Linked DNA regions of Mus musculus: region 2 is linked to region 1. The links are chromatin contacts, called in public promoter capture Hi-C maps. All regions are on one chromosome and are shown on one strand. The core of a region is the stretch at or near the end of the contact, and the rest is flanking DNA. Distances in the headings are between cores, read along the strand shown.

The links. Promoter capture Hi-C pulls out the DNA fragments that hold promoters and counts their contacts.
Region 2: a promoter capture Hi-C map of pre-B cells shows a contact between it and region 1, with 4 times the contacts expected there. The contact joins the promoter of 4930557J02Rik here to the promoter of Dok7 in region 1. A contact is called at or near these places in 12 of 39 promoter capture datasets (the 3T3-L1 cell line, 3T3-L1-derived adipocytes, the C10 cell line and 7 more) and 1 of 9 other capture datasets (liver).

Annotation. Positions count from the first base shown.
Region 1 is chr5:35,051,901-35,058,055 of GRCm38.p6, forward strand. It overlaps Dok7 (docking protein 7), which reads left to right and starts at 4,866. Exons shown (of 10, transcript NM_001348478.1): 1 at 4,866-5,088; 2 at 5,192-5,237. The coding sequence starts at 5,035.
Region 2 is chr5:34,117,164-34,124,168 of GRCm38.p6, forward strand. It overlaps 4930557J02Rik (RIKEN cDNA 4930557J02 gene), which reads left to right and starts at 1,577. Exons shown (of 4, transcript NR_040703.1): 1 at 1,577-1,958; 2 at 2,044-2,472. Poln (DNA polymerase N) reads right to left here. Exons shown (of 25, transcript NM_181857.4): 5 at 5,443-5,633; 6 at 1,723-1,835.

The DNA of each region.
Region 1 (6,155 bases), core at 3,616-6,115:
GCCTCACAGACATGGCCACGAGCCAGTGGATCTGGGAAATTCTTCAGTTGCCGTTCCTTGAGGTTTCCTCTCCCCAAGCTGACTCTAGGTGTGTGTCAAGTTAACACTAGCTAATTAATTCTAAAGAACAAAGGCTGGAAGTTCGAGACTGGTGTGGGCATCTGCTGAGGCCTTGTGCAGAATTGTAACATGGAACCGGACAACACGTGGTGAGACAGAGCAAGCCACTGACTCAGGTCTCTTTCTCCTCTTCTTGTAGGCCACTAATACCATTAGAGGACCCTATTCTTGGGACCTCATTTAGCCCCAATTACCTTCTACCTCTAGATACCAGAAACATGAGAATTTGAGGATTAGGTTCTAATGCATGGGCTTTGAGGGATCCATTTGGCTATGGCAATGGGATTCTTTTACTGCTGAATTTCAGCTGTTACACTGAATCTGAAGTTATTCTCTGTCATCATTTGGAATCTATACCACTGGCTCCTGCTTTCCATTTCTACCATTGAGAAATCTGCTATAACCGTTATTATTTTGTAGAATATCAGCTAACCTAATAGTTTCTGTGCTGCCTGATCTTGGTACGAAGCTGAAGGCATGGTATGCAGGTGAGGTCATTCCATCCTGTTTCTGTGTGCTAGGTTCATGTTCCCCTAGGGTTCCCATGGTGATTCAGGGATTCAGGTTTCATCTCTCCAGGAATCCCAGAGATTCATAGGTCTTGATGCTCACCCACTCCCATGCTGGTTATTTCAGAAAGTCTTTTCTGGAACACAAGTGCACTTAGAGCTCAGAGACATGAAACAACGCCGTTTATCTAGTTCATGCTTTTTAGGGATGGGCTAGACTCTGCAGGGTGGTTTTTCTGTGTTGAACTGGACTCTCCATAGTGTAGGCTTTGGGGTTATCAGTGGGTTGTAGGCTTTTATACCTCAGGAATGGGTGGCTCTTGACTGGAGCTCGGGGAGGAAGGACCATATGAATCTCATCACCTAGCAAACTCACCTGGGCGTGTTCCCATGACAGAGGCAATGCTACAAAAAGAAAAGTGGGGGTGAGCTTTCCTTGGCCTTTTTCTTTAATCAAAGTAAGCCAGGTTTAGAAGGTGAAGACGTTCATCTCTTGGTGTGAGGGTATGCATGACCACATTTTAAGGGGGGCAGGTGTAGGGAAGGAATTTTTTGCAGGTATCTTAGGTCATTTTGTGTTGCTATAACTGAACACCTGAGACTGGATAATTTATGAAGAAGTTCATTTGGCTCGTAGCCCTGGGGATTGGAGTTTCAAGAGCGTGGCTCTGGCTTCTGCTGGGTGTCTGCTGAGGCCTTGTGCTGTAGTATAATGTGGTGTAGGATGTTACAGCTTGAGATAGAGCTCTTCCCCTTCTTGCAAAGCCATTAATTCCATCAAGGGGTCCCACTCCTGTGATGACACTAACCCCTACACCCAAGCCTCACCTCCAAATACTATTAACTTAGGAATTTGAATGTTACGTCTCCAAAGGGTGATCATAGGGGGCGCATTCAAACCCCAGCACAGCCACTTTCTTCCTCTGTTGCCTGTGGCATTGGTTGCTGTTTTTGTCACTCCAGGGCAGTCATTAGCCATCTGAACTAATTAGCCTATAGAGAGAGGTTCTCGGGTTCATGGCTTCAGGGCTTTTAACCGTGATTGTCCTCATTTGCCTCAAGCCTGCAGCAGACCTATGCAGCAGACCTTTGCAGCAGACCTATGCAGCAAAGCAATGCTCTCAGTTGAAGGCTAAGGCACAAAAGAGACAGAGGAAGAACCCGGTTTTCCCTGTCACACCCTGAAGACCCTTCTCAGGCCCCACCCTCTTAAAGGTCCCACTATTTCCAATAGCAATAGGAGCTGGGACCAAGCTTTGGCATGTGGGGTTTGGGAGCCACTCCAGGTCTAAAAGATAGCAGTTGCCTGGACAGAACAGCCCAGAAAAGACTAGGCAATGAAACAGGCAGCCCTTCTGTTACTGCCATGTTTGGTTTCTTTGCAGCACACGAAATAAACCTATTTCCTTAAAATAAAAATTATTATTTGGCAATTTAAGAGGCTGGAGGTTCATCCTCAAGGGGCCGTCAAATTCAGCCCCCAGGTCCTCCCCGTATGAAGACAGCTGCCTTTTTGATGGACCCTTCTATGCCTTTTTCTGTGTGCAGAAGAGAGAGCACTCTTCGGGATCTCTTTGTCATTTTATAAGGACACCTGTCCTAACAGATTAGGGCCCTTGTGTATGACCTCATTTACCGTAAATACTCTCTTAGAGGCTCCACGTCTTCATGGTCACATGGGGGTGAGAACATCAGCGAATGCCCGGGGAGCTGGGGGTGGGGGTATCTAGTCCATAATACCCTTCCTCTCATCATGTGACTAGTGACAAATGTTTGCATGATAGTTTAGTTTGTGTAATGGCTGGACTCAGAAGTGGTAGTCAGCTCTACCCACTCGGCACTTCCTGGAGTCCTCTGTACAGTTTCCCTCAGTGGAAGGGATAATGGGGTTGTGAGTCTTGGTGCCTGCCACAGCCCGCTGGAGTGTGTCTGTCCGGCATTCCCAGTTACCTAGAGATGCCAAGGCAGGCAGACAGGCCCCCTAGTTCCACTCTCCCCTGTGTATGTAAAGGGATCATTTGAGAGCCTCTTGCATATACAATCATCCCTGACAGAGGTGACAAAGCCAGGCAACAGCAGGAAATGGAGGCCACGTGATGGTGTGCATGCTCTTGTCTGGTAGGTGGCAAGTACAGCATCTCACAGAGGTCTGTGACTGCAGAGCCACCGATGGGACAACATCCTGAGATCATGGGTGCGGTGGCGGTGGTCTGACTGGCCACAGTGTGTAGCAACAGTACTGTGGTGGTGAGCTCAGACAGTGGTACAGCTGTGACCACAACTGGAAGCTCCCTGTGGTGTCCAGTGTCCAGTGGTGCCAGGCAGAGGGGTGTTGGGGCTAAGTGTCATCCTGCCTCACATGTGACTGGGCCTTCCTGCCATCTCACTCCTTCCAGCTGTCACCTTGATTCTTCAAGAGGCTTAACATCCTTCTGGTCAGCTGCTTTGGTGGTCAGAGAGAGTTTCATCATGTAGAGCCCCAGCAACTCTGGTTGTAACATCTGGGGAAACTGAGGCACAAAGAGGGCCAAGGTCATAAGAATTCTTTCTACAAGGCCAGACCGAGTCCTCCATTGGCCGATTTTTGGCAGACTTGGACCACAGGGCTGTCCTCTAGGTCATGTGGAGTGGGAGAATAAAAGCTGTCTATCCCCATGGCGCCCGCATTTCCGGGGCCAGTGCGGGAGCAGGTGCAGCTGCCAGGCGTGGCTAGAGTTTGGGCCAAGGCCAGCGCTTGGAATGCAGCAGGACGTGGCCCCTCCCTGAAGGGAAGAGCAAGTGCCAGCCGCCTGGGCTGGAGGATATGCTCATGGCCACAACCCCCAAATGACTCCACACCGGCTGTCCTGAGTCGGTTCCCCAGGGGCCTTCAGTGTGTGGGTAGTATGAATGGGGCTCTGTGGCCAGCAACAGTTTAGTGGAAGGCACTGGTGTGCCACATAGGTTATACAGGATAGAGGAACATATAGAGTGCCTTCCTAGACCTGGTGCCCTCTCCCCATCAAGATAACCAGGAAAACATTAAAAGCAGCCCTGTGACCCACTGAAGGTTTGCCCTCCAGATTCTCTAGAGGGGCTGTGGCAAGGACTCTCGGGTTGAGTACTGCTCTGGGGTCAGTACTTGTGGGTCCATCCTGGCCATGAGTCCTGACACCACTCTGACCCTCAGTTTCTCTATAAGGGGTAGACAGGAAGCAGTCTAAAGAGTCTGGGCAGGATATAGTGAAGACGCACGCACTGCGCGAACAGTTTGACACGTAGCCCTTTTCTACCCGGGTCAGAGCTCCTTGGGGTCGGGGATCAGGATGGGCAAATTCATCAAGCTTCATTGTGTGTCTGAGTTTATTTTGCTAGATGCAGTTAGTTGGCAATTGTGGGTGTTCTCTGTTCCCTGGGGTGCTAAGTCATGTATCTGGGGAGTCTATGACATAGGTCTAACAAATGCTTAAGTTCCACAGTAAGCTGGGGTGGTGGTATAAAACTTAGCACCGGCCTTAAGCAACCTTAACCTGGGCAACAGGCTGGGGTAGAGAAATTCAGAGGCTCTGAGGGCATTTGGCTGGACAGGGGGATACTAGGTGAGGCTGTTCCCAGGCAGCATGGATCCCTAGGCTCTTCATGCTGTAAGGCTGGTGCAAGCTGGCCTTCAGAAGTAGGAGAGACCAGCCAGGGAGACCTGGGGCAATGAGGTGACATAGTGGGCTCTGGTCCTGGCAGCCACTGAGGTCTGCTCTGCCAGATACTCAAGTTGAATGGGAGGGACAGTGACCTGAAGAGTACATATGCCCACTTTCTCATCTGCCTGGAGGGCGGCCACCTCTGGCGATGGGGAAGGCCTAGGGACTGGATAATGTATTGGACCTGGGCTGTTGGTCTGTTGTCAGGGGTGCCTCGTGGCCCCATGAGATGGAGGAAGGGCAGGTGCAAAGGATGAAGCCATTGAAGCCAAACCAAAACTGGGACTGGGCAGGCACAAGGCCACAAAGCCTTCTGTGGGGTTGTCTTGGGACAGTTTTCTTCCCTTTGGGAAACTGCCCCTGTCCCAGTTTCTCCTCCCAGGCTGAGTTTCGTTCTCCAGAGGCTGCTTCAGATGGTCTTAAGCAGTGGTCCTGAGACCTGGCAGGAGCAGCGTGGGCTGGCAGCCAGCAGAGTGCAGAGGCTGTCCAAGGCCACTGCCACCTACTGGCTTGCACTTTACTAGGGTCTTAAAGACTGAGGCCCGGGGTGCCCCGCCCAGTCTCCCCCACATCCAGGTCCCCGTGTCGCTGCGCCCCGCCCGCCGCGCCGGGCCCGCCCTCCTGGCGCAGCCCAAGGCCCTCCCGGAGCTATTTTGAAAGTGACCCTGGGCTCAGGCGCCCAGGACGCGTGGAGAGGGCGCAGCGGGCGGCGGGAACCATGACAGAAGATGACCGAGGCAGCGCTGGTGGAGGGCCAGGTCAAGCTGCGGGACGGCAAGAAGGTTGGGGCGCCGCGGGGGCGCGGGGCGGGGGCGCGCTTGGGTGGGGGCGGGGGCGCGGAGCGGGCGCGCGCGGGCGGCTTCTCACGCTGTCCTGTCTCCGCAGTGGAAGAGTAGGTGGCTGGTGCTGCGCAAGCCATCGCCGGTGGCAGGTGAGCGGCGGGGCCGCGGGCGGGACGGCGGGTGGCGGGTCTCAGCGAGCCATCCGGACCCTGCCGGCCCTACAACCGGTGGCTGAGGTGCCAGCTCTCCCGAAATAGCCGCGGGGGAGCCGCTGAAACCCAGCCCCACGGCGGTAACCGGAGAGTCGAAGCCGCTCGGGCGCCCGGACCCTGGGACCTGGCCACCCGCAACACAGACCTAACCGGTCCCCGAGTGTGGTGTTGTGGGGGTCCCAGTTCCTGTGTGGGCCAACACCTTTCCTGGACCAGCAGAAGCCCAGAGGGGCTGCAGCCTACCCATGGAGGAGCAGGCAGAATGTGCCTCGGTGATATAGGTGTCCTGGTGAAAATGTATCAGGAATTCCTAAGCCGCATCCCAAGCAGTGCCACCTCCTCCCAATCCCATACCCTCAGGTAGAGAAAAGATGGTCTGCCAGGTAGGAAGAGTCCTGTTTCTGTGTCCCAGGACCTTTACTTTGTTTGGGGGAGACACACTTCTGAGAAAAGAAAGTGGTACCAGGGTCTGCTCCCCTCAGTATGAGGAGAGCCAGGAAGGAGCCAGGGCAGCTCTGCAGCTCCAGCCTGGGACTGCAGCTGTTTCGGGAGACAGGTGCCTTGGAGTTGGCCCAGGATCCAGGGGTCTGTAGGGGAAGTTGGGTGGGGGCGCGTGTGTGGCTGCCTCACACATGTGCAGGCAGCCAGAGTGACTTCCAGGATGCTGGTGCCTGTCAGCTCCCTGGAGGGGTGGCACAATTCACTAGCTGCTTTTGTGAACAGTCTCCTTTTGTCTGGCTCCTGGTTCCACGGTGTCTTCACTCAGTCCTTCAAGCCCAGACCTTCTGTGGCAAAGCCTGGAGGGCTTCGGGGGGGGGGGGGGGCACGGTTCTTGTCTTTGGCATTCCAGGATAT
Region 2 (7,005 bases), core at 327-2,826, 940 kb before region 1:
CAACATCAATAAAACAATTGACAATGCTGACAAGAATTCTGGCAAATGAGAACATTTATTCATTGCTGTGGGAGTAAATTCAGCCAGTGTGGAAATAAGTGTGGAGGTTCCTCCGGAAGCTGGGAATAGATCTACCTCAAGATCCAGCTATGCCACTCTTGGGCATATATCCAAAGGACTCTACATCTTACTATAGAGACACTAGCTTAATTACGTTCACTGCTGTACTATTCATAATTGCCAGAAATTGGAAACAGCCAAGATGTCCATCTACTGATAAATGGAAAATGAAACTATGGCACATTTACACAATGGAATATCATTCAGTTGTTTAAAAACCAGTGAAAATTTGAAATCTGAAGGTTAAAAGGATAGAGATAGAGAAAAAAATTCCCAAGTGAATAAGCCAGACCCAAAATAGACAAATACTACATGTTTCCTCTTATATGTGGATGTTAAGTTTTTAAGCTTTTGATATGTGTACTAAAATTCAAATAACTACAGACATTAGGTAAGGTCAGTGGGATAGAGAGGATCTTCCAAGAAAGGGGAAATACAATATAGTGCTGTGGGGAGAAGGGGAACTAAACCAGAAGGATTCGATGGGACAGAGGATGGAAGATCCAAGTTAAGTAGGGACTATGAGAGGTACACCTAACACTAAAGGCATTTGAAAAGTCATATGGAAACCCACTATTGTAGAAGCTTCCTAATATAGGCATATATGGAATGAATCTAAATGGAATCACCATATAATGCCACCAAGTAAAATTTCCAGTGCCAGGAAAAAGCTATATATTTTTGAGTTGTTGGCCAAAGGGGTCCCATGGAATCCCTCCAAACATCAGAGACTATTACCAAGGCCATGACTGTTTTCCACCGTAAGGTGGTAAAGCCCTACTGTTGCAAACAACATATATTTATGTTACTGAATGTGAAGAAGTCCAGCTGGTGCCAAACCAGAAGCTTAACCCCTACGTGTTCATAATTACTCTGCCCCCTGACAAGGGTTAAAGACAATTGCTAATATCACCCAGCTATAAACCCTGTTACCTACAATAGCGGCATGACTACAAGATATTCTGATACAATAGTGGCAAAAAGGTTCTGAAAGTACTTTTATATTGGATTTAAGTCCCATTCCATGAAATGGAACCCATACCTGACAATGCTCGCTCGCTCTCTCTGTCGCTCTGTCTTTGTCTCTCTGTCTCTGTCTCTCTGTCTCTCTCTGTCTCTGTCTCTCTGTCTTTCTCTCTCTCTCTATCTCTCTCTCTCTCTCTACCTCTCTCTCTCTCTCATTTTTCAAGATGGGGTTTCTTGGTGAAGTCCTGGCTATTTTAGAACTCTCTCTGTAGACCAAGCTGGCCTCAAACTTAGAGACCCTCTAGCCTCTGCTTTCTGAGTACTGAGATTAAAGGCATATAGCAGCTATTCCCTACCCTTTATACTGTCTTGTTTGGTACTCTCTGGGTTGTAGATCTTAGTATCTGTATCCATTGATGATAACAACAAAGCCCATTGTGACTGTGTTTCAGCGGTCATTCTTTACACTAAAGGAGTATAAACTGGTACAAATATAAGAAGAGTCCAGACATAGGAGGGGAAGTGTCCATGGCAGGTGAAGAAGCAGTGTCTGTGTGGCCAAGAGCCCTTGGAGCAGGTGACATGGTGGCCTGACCACTTTTCTAAGTCTTAGAGACAATGAGAATGGTGACTTACCATGCTTCCAACTGCCATCTTCACCATAGAGCTGCAGCACTGTTCTCACAAAGTCCTTGGCATTAAAACAAACAACGGGACATTTACACCTCAGTGTCCAAAACAGTATGTTCCTAAACAAAAGAAAATTCACCATTTAGATAGTAATTTGGGTCTTGGAAAAATATTGTAATATCAAATTCTATCTATCCTTATGTAGTATATACACACCTCGATTAACTAGTGAATCCTATGAGGTGGGCATTACTTCTTATGTGTATTTCATACACTGTGAAGCTTTGACTCAGGGCTCATCTCTGAGAAAAGCTTCTACTCCTGAAGCTCCTGTGCAGAATACACACACTGGACCTGGTCCAAGCCTCCAAGTGTTCCACCTCTCGGCATGCCAGGTCTTTCCTTCTGCCATTGCACGGTGCCACTCCTACCCACACTGCTGAGGATGGCATATGCTCTTGCATGTCTACTCTTCTCCACCCACAACTTGTGCAACCTGCTCAAGAGATGTTCTGGGCAAGCAGCCTACCCACACACCTTTCACAGAAGGACCCACACGTGCTAAACTGCAGCTTCTTCCATCACCTTATGAACTTCTGAATCTGGGATAACAGTTAACATTTATCATAGCAGATACCAGGCTACCATTTCACAAGGTTGCCACACTGAAACTTAGTCACACTACTACAAGGCAGGCACTCCATCCAGTATGAAGATGAAGAGACTTGGATTCAGATATGTCACACCAAATAGATGGTAAGGTTGGGTTCTGATACTGTATCTTGCTACTGCCAGAAGCCCTAAACCACTAAGCCCAAGTTCCTCTTTATGGAAAAAGTACAATACATTAAAAAGAGCTCTTTGATGGGGTAAGAAAGGAAGAAACCAGGAGTCCAGTAGACATGCACACTGAGTGATGGTGTATAGGTGGATTTTGCTTGCCTGGCTCCATTGATAGACACTGTATAGTGCTTTGAAAGTTATGTGGCTTGGCCTTGATTTGTTAGAACAGGAGACCAAAATGGTAGGGAGGTCAAAGTGCCAACAGCACTGGGTCTTGGCTTAGGTAAAACTGATAAGGGACACAAGAATGAGAATGAAGAAGTTAAGAATGGTAGAAAATGGAATATGGGGACCTCCCTGGCACATGCTGAAGGATACATCTAGGATGAAGTGATCTAATGGCTACCCTGCCTTCTCATGGGGAGAAATACAGGCTGGCTAAAGTCTATCTTGGTAAGACAAACATCAGAAGAGTTTCTTATGGAAGGTGGCTCAGTGGAAAAAAGCACTTCCCACACCAACACCAAGACTGGAATTCAGGTTCTGTTCTAGTTTGCTTCCTGTTGCTGAGATAAAACACCAGAAGCAACTTTGGAAGAATAGGGTTTATTTACTCTTATAGGTTATATTCCATCATCAAGGAAAGTCAGGGCAGGAACCTGGAGGGAGAAACTGAAGCAGAGACCATAAAAGAATGACTGCTGGTTCACGTGCACCAAGATTCAAGTTCAGATACCTTTGCTATACAGCCCAGACCCACCTGTGTGCCAGAGATAGTGGGCTGGCCTCTCCTATATCAATTAGCAAAGTCTGATCAAGGCAAATCTATAGTTAAGGTTCCCTCTTCCCAGATAACTCTAGGTTTGTGTCAAGTTGACAGCTGAAGCCACCTATGACAGATTCCCAGAACCTATGTAAATTCGTTGTGTCCTGCCTGAAATCCCATCACTGGGGAGACAGGGATCCCTACAGCAAGCTGGCTAGCTAGACTAGTTAAATAGATGAGCTCTACATTTAACAAGAGACTCTGCCTCAATAAAATAAAATGCATACATAAATGTGCATGTATATACACACACGTGCAAACACACACAACTCATACACATGCAAAATTTCCTAGTATATATTTAGCATATATTTATAAGGTATGATTTAAATCGATTTGAATCCTAAATACACTACTGTAGAATTGGGACTATTTTCCATGTTTTATAGTATATGAGGGACTATCTTTCCTAGAACTTAATAAGCTTCAAAATGATATTGTGGCAGTATCAATTGTGGGTGTGGGGGTCATGAAATTGAAAAAACAAAATCCTGCCCTAACCCTCATAGAGCTTAGTAGTGGACATACAATAAATAAAATAAGATGTATGAATGGTGGGGTGATAGACATTATAGAGAAATGTGGGCTAGAGAGGTAGCCTGGCTGTTAAAGGTGAGGCTCTCAAACAAAGAATACAAGATAAATGTGAAGATAGTGATTATATATGGTGCTGGGCTAGGGAATTGTTTTATCCAGATGTTTAGAAAAGACCTAAATGATAAAAATAACACATGAATGAAGATGTGATAAGGTGAATAAAGTGTAGATGATAAAGAAAAGCTTTTCACAGAAAGCTTTAATAAATGTAAAAAAAAAAAAAACCTAAAGAGTTAGAAAGCCTCTACCATATTTAGGCACAATTAAATAAAGTTCATTTGATTCACAATTGCAGCAGCAAAGTCCACAGAGCATGGCACTGACTCGGTCAGGGGCCCCTGCCAGCATCACAGCAGATGAAGAGACAGAAAGGGAGCCAGTTAAGGATAGAAGAGGCCAAGCACATGGCCTCATCTCATAACAGCCCACCAGAGGTAACTCTTGCAGACCACACTAATTCATTCAGGAAGGAGGAGCCTCTATGACCTACACACTATCTGCTGAGTCTCTTCTCTTATAGGTCTATTACCTCAAAACAGAAAACCTGGGGACTGAGCCTATATCTGTTTGGGTAACCTTTTTTTACACTGTGTTAAGACATCTCTGTGTTTTCAATTGTTAATTCTGTACTGGCAGAGTGCTAAATGTTGGCAGGATCTTGGTATGGTTATTTCTATGGCCCATCACTGCTCTCATATTTTGTAAATATTTGTCCTTTCTCACTAGCCTAGAGGCAATCTAGAATTGTATATGATTGGCTGTAATAAAGAGCTGATGACCAAAAACTGGCCAAGAAGTGGAGGGGAGGGGAGGGGAAGAGGGAGAGGGGGAGGGAGGAGGGACAGAGGGACAGAAAGACAGAAAGACAGAGAGACAGGGAGAGACCTAGACTGACTAGGAGAATAAAGATGTGGGGATTCACCAGCAGATGGACCAGAGCAGAGTAGAGAGGTAGCGCGTGTGGCAGAATGTAGTGCCAGGGTTAAGCTTGACAGCTAGGGCTGAGAGACTGCCCTAGCTAAAACGCCTAAGCTTTAAAATATTAAAAGGCTTCTGTGTCATTATTTATACTGCTGGCAGGCCCAAAAGTCCATATATAAGCAAAACTTTTTGTTGCACAAATCACCCAAGCCACATTTTCAGACAGGCACTATCCTTAGTAATACTAAAGACAACTTCGTGTTTCCAGGCAATGATGACTTATCCTTTGCTGTAAGGGAAGAAACTAGAATGCTAGTGAAAATCACCTGGAACCCTGGTAGTGGCAGTGAGTTTTCAGGCTAGATGACAAAGCTTCCCCCTAACACCTCATTGCAAAGCTGTCACAATACTGGAACAGGCTCCCGTGGCATCTGGATGGATCCTCCATTCCACAAACTCTGAGGGAGGACACCACTGCTTTCTTGGGTTTTTTTCCTTTTAAAATAATTTCACGTGTTCATAAAAAACCAAAAGTTTAAATAGTTAAAACTGGAGCTTGGGAAGTTTTACATTTAATGTAATAGATAAAGATTTCTTGCCTGACAAATAGACTATGTGCTTCTTGCTTTGGGTCCCAGAAAGGGGAATGCTCCGTATGTATGTAGACACAGTGATCTTCGGATATGAAGTCCTTTTCCAGAGCACCACCATGGGCTGGGAGAGTCAGAGTGCTGTTGCCTACATGGCTTTTTAGTAACACTACAATTCCTTTAACAGTACAAGTTAAAGCCTGTGAAGACACAGAAATGCAAAGCCACAAATGAGAGCAAGCTATAAAACAAAGGAGTAGCATCTAGAATGAACTTTAAAAATGCCATTTTACAAATATCTGTGCATGTATAAATTCAGGTATAGGCACACATATAGAAGTTAAAAGTCAAACTGGAATATTGGTCTCCATCTTTCACTTGTTTGAGACAGAGTCTCTTGTTGCTTGTCACAGTGTTTGCCAGGCTAACTAGCCCCTGAGCTTCAGGCCATTCTCTTGTATTTGTCTCCCATTTTACCATAGGAGCCCTAGGGTTACAAACATATGCTATGGCATCCAGCTTTTATAGGTTCTGGGGATCCACACTTGGGTCTTTATGCTTGAACAGCAAGCACCTTATTCACTGAGCCACCTTTCCATCCCCCAACTGAGTTTTATTTTTAGATAGGGTCATCTACATAGCCCAGGCTGGCCTAGAATGCCTGCTCCTCCAAAGTGTTGGGATTATAGACATGTACCACTATCACATCTAGGTCTCAACTAGAATTTTCTACTCAACAAGATACCTTTCAAAAATAGAAATCAAAGTGTTTCAGGGTTCTGATTCCTAGTCTGGTTACTAAATGAATTTAGGGTTACCTTTCAGAGAAAGGCATAATTAGCCTTGATCAGGTCTCTGTGGAGGCCCAGAAGGGAAAGCTATTTCTCTGGCTTGGATGGAGACCTAACATTCCAATTCAGCTACAACAAGAGAGTCTGTGCAATTGGGCCAGAAAATCAATCACCTGGCAAGGGGACAATATCTCAAGAAGGCAGGTTTACCTTAAGCCACGCTAAATACATAGAAGGAATAATTATCTTTTAAATTTTTTCTTTATTTTTTTCTTCATTGGTGGGAATATAAAACCTGGCAAAGTACATTAGTTATTTTTTTATAACTTTCAAACTTTAACCATTAATTTGTATTTTTAAACTTTTTATTGATCCTTTGTGAATTTCACATCATTCACCCCAGTCCCAGCCCCTTAATACATGCCCTCCCCTTTGCCAAAAGAAAAGAAAATAAGATAGAATTTAAAAAAAATCTTGTCATGGAAGCTGCAGTGTGTCCCACAGTATACCCTTCTGTCCACACATCTTTACTGGCAATGTTCATTGCAAGGAGTCATTGGTCTGTTTGAAGCCTCTGGCTTCTGCTACACTATCAATACTGGGTCCTCATGGGGGACTCCTATAGGATATCCTCCTGTTGTTGCCCTGTGTCAGAGAGATCCTGAAGCTTTAGATCTGCAGGGGCAGACCTTTGATGTGCCCAGCAGATCACAGATGGGGTAGATATTAGGGTAGGCCTACTCAAAGCCCTGGATCTGGGCCTAGGAGGTAGCTGAGTTGG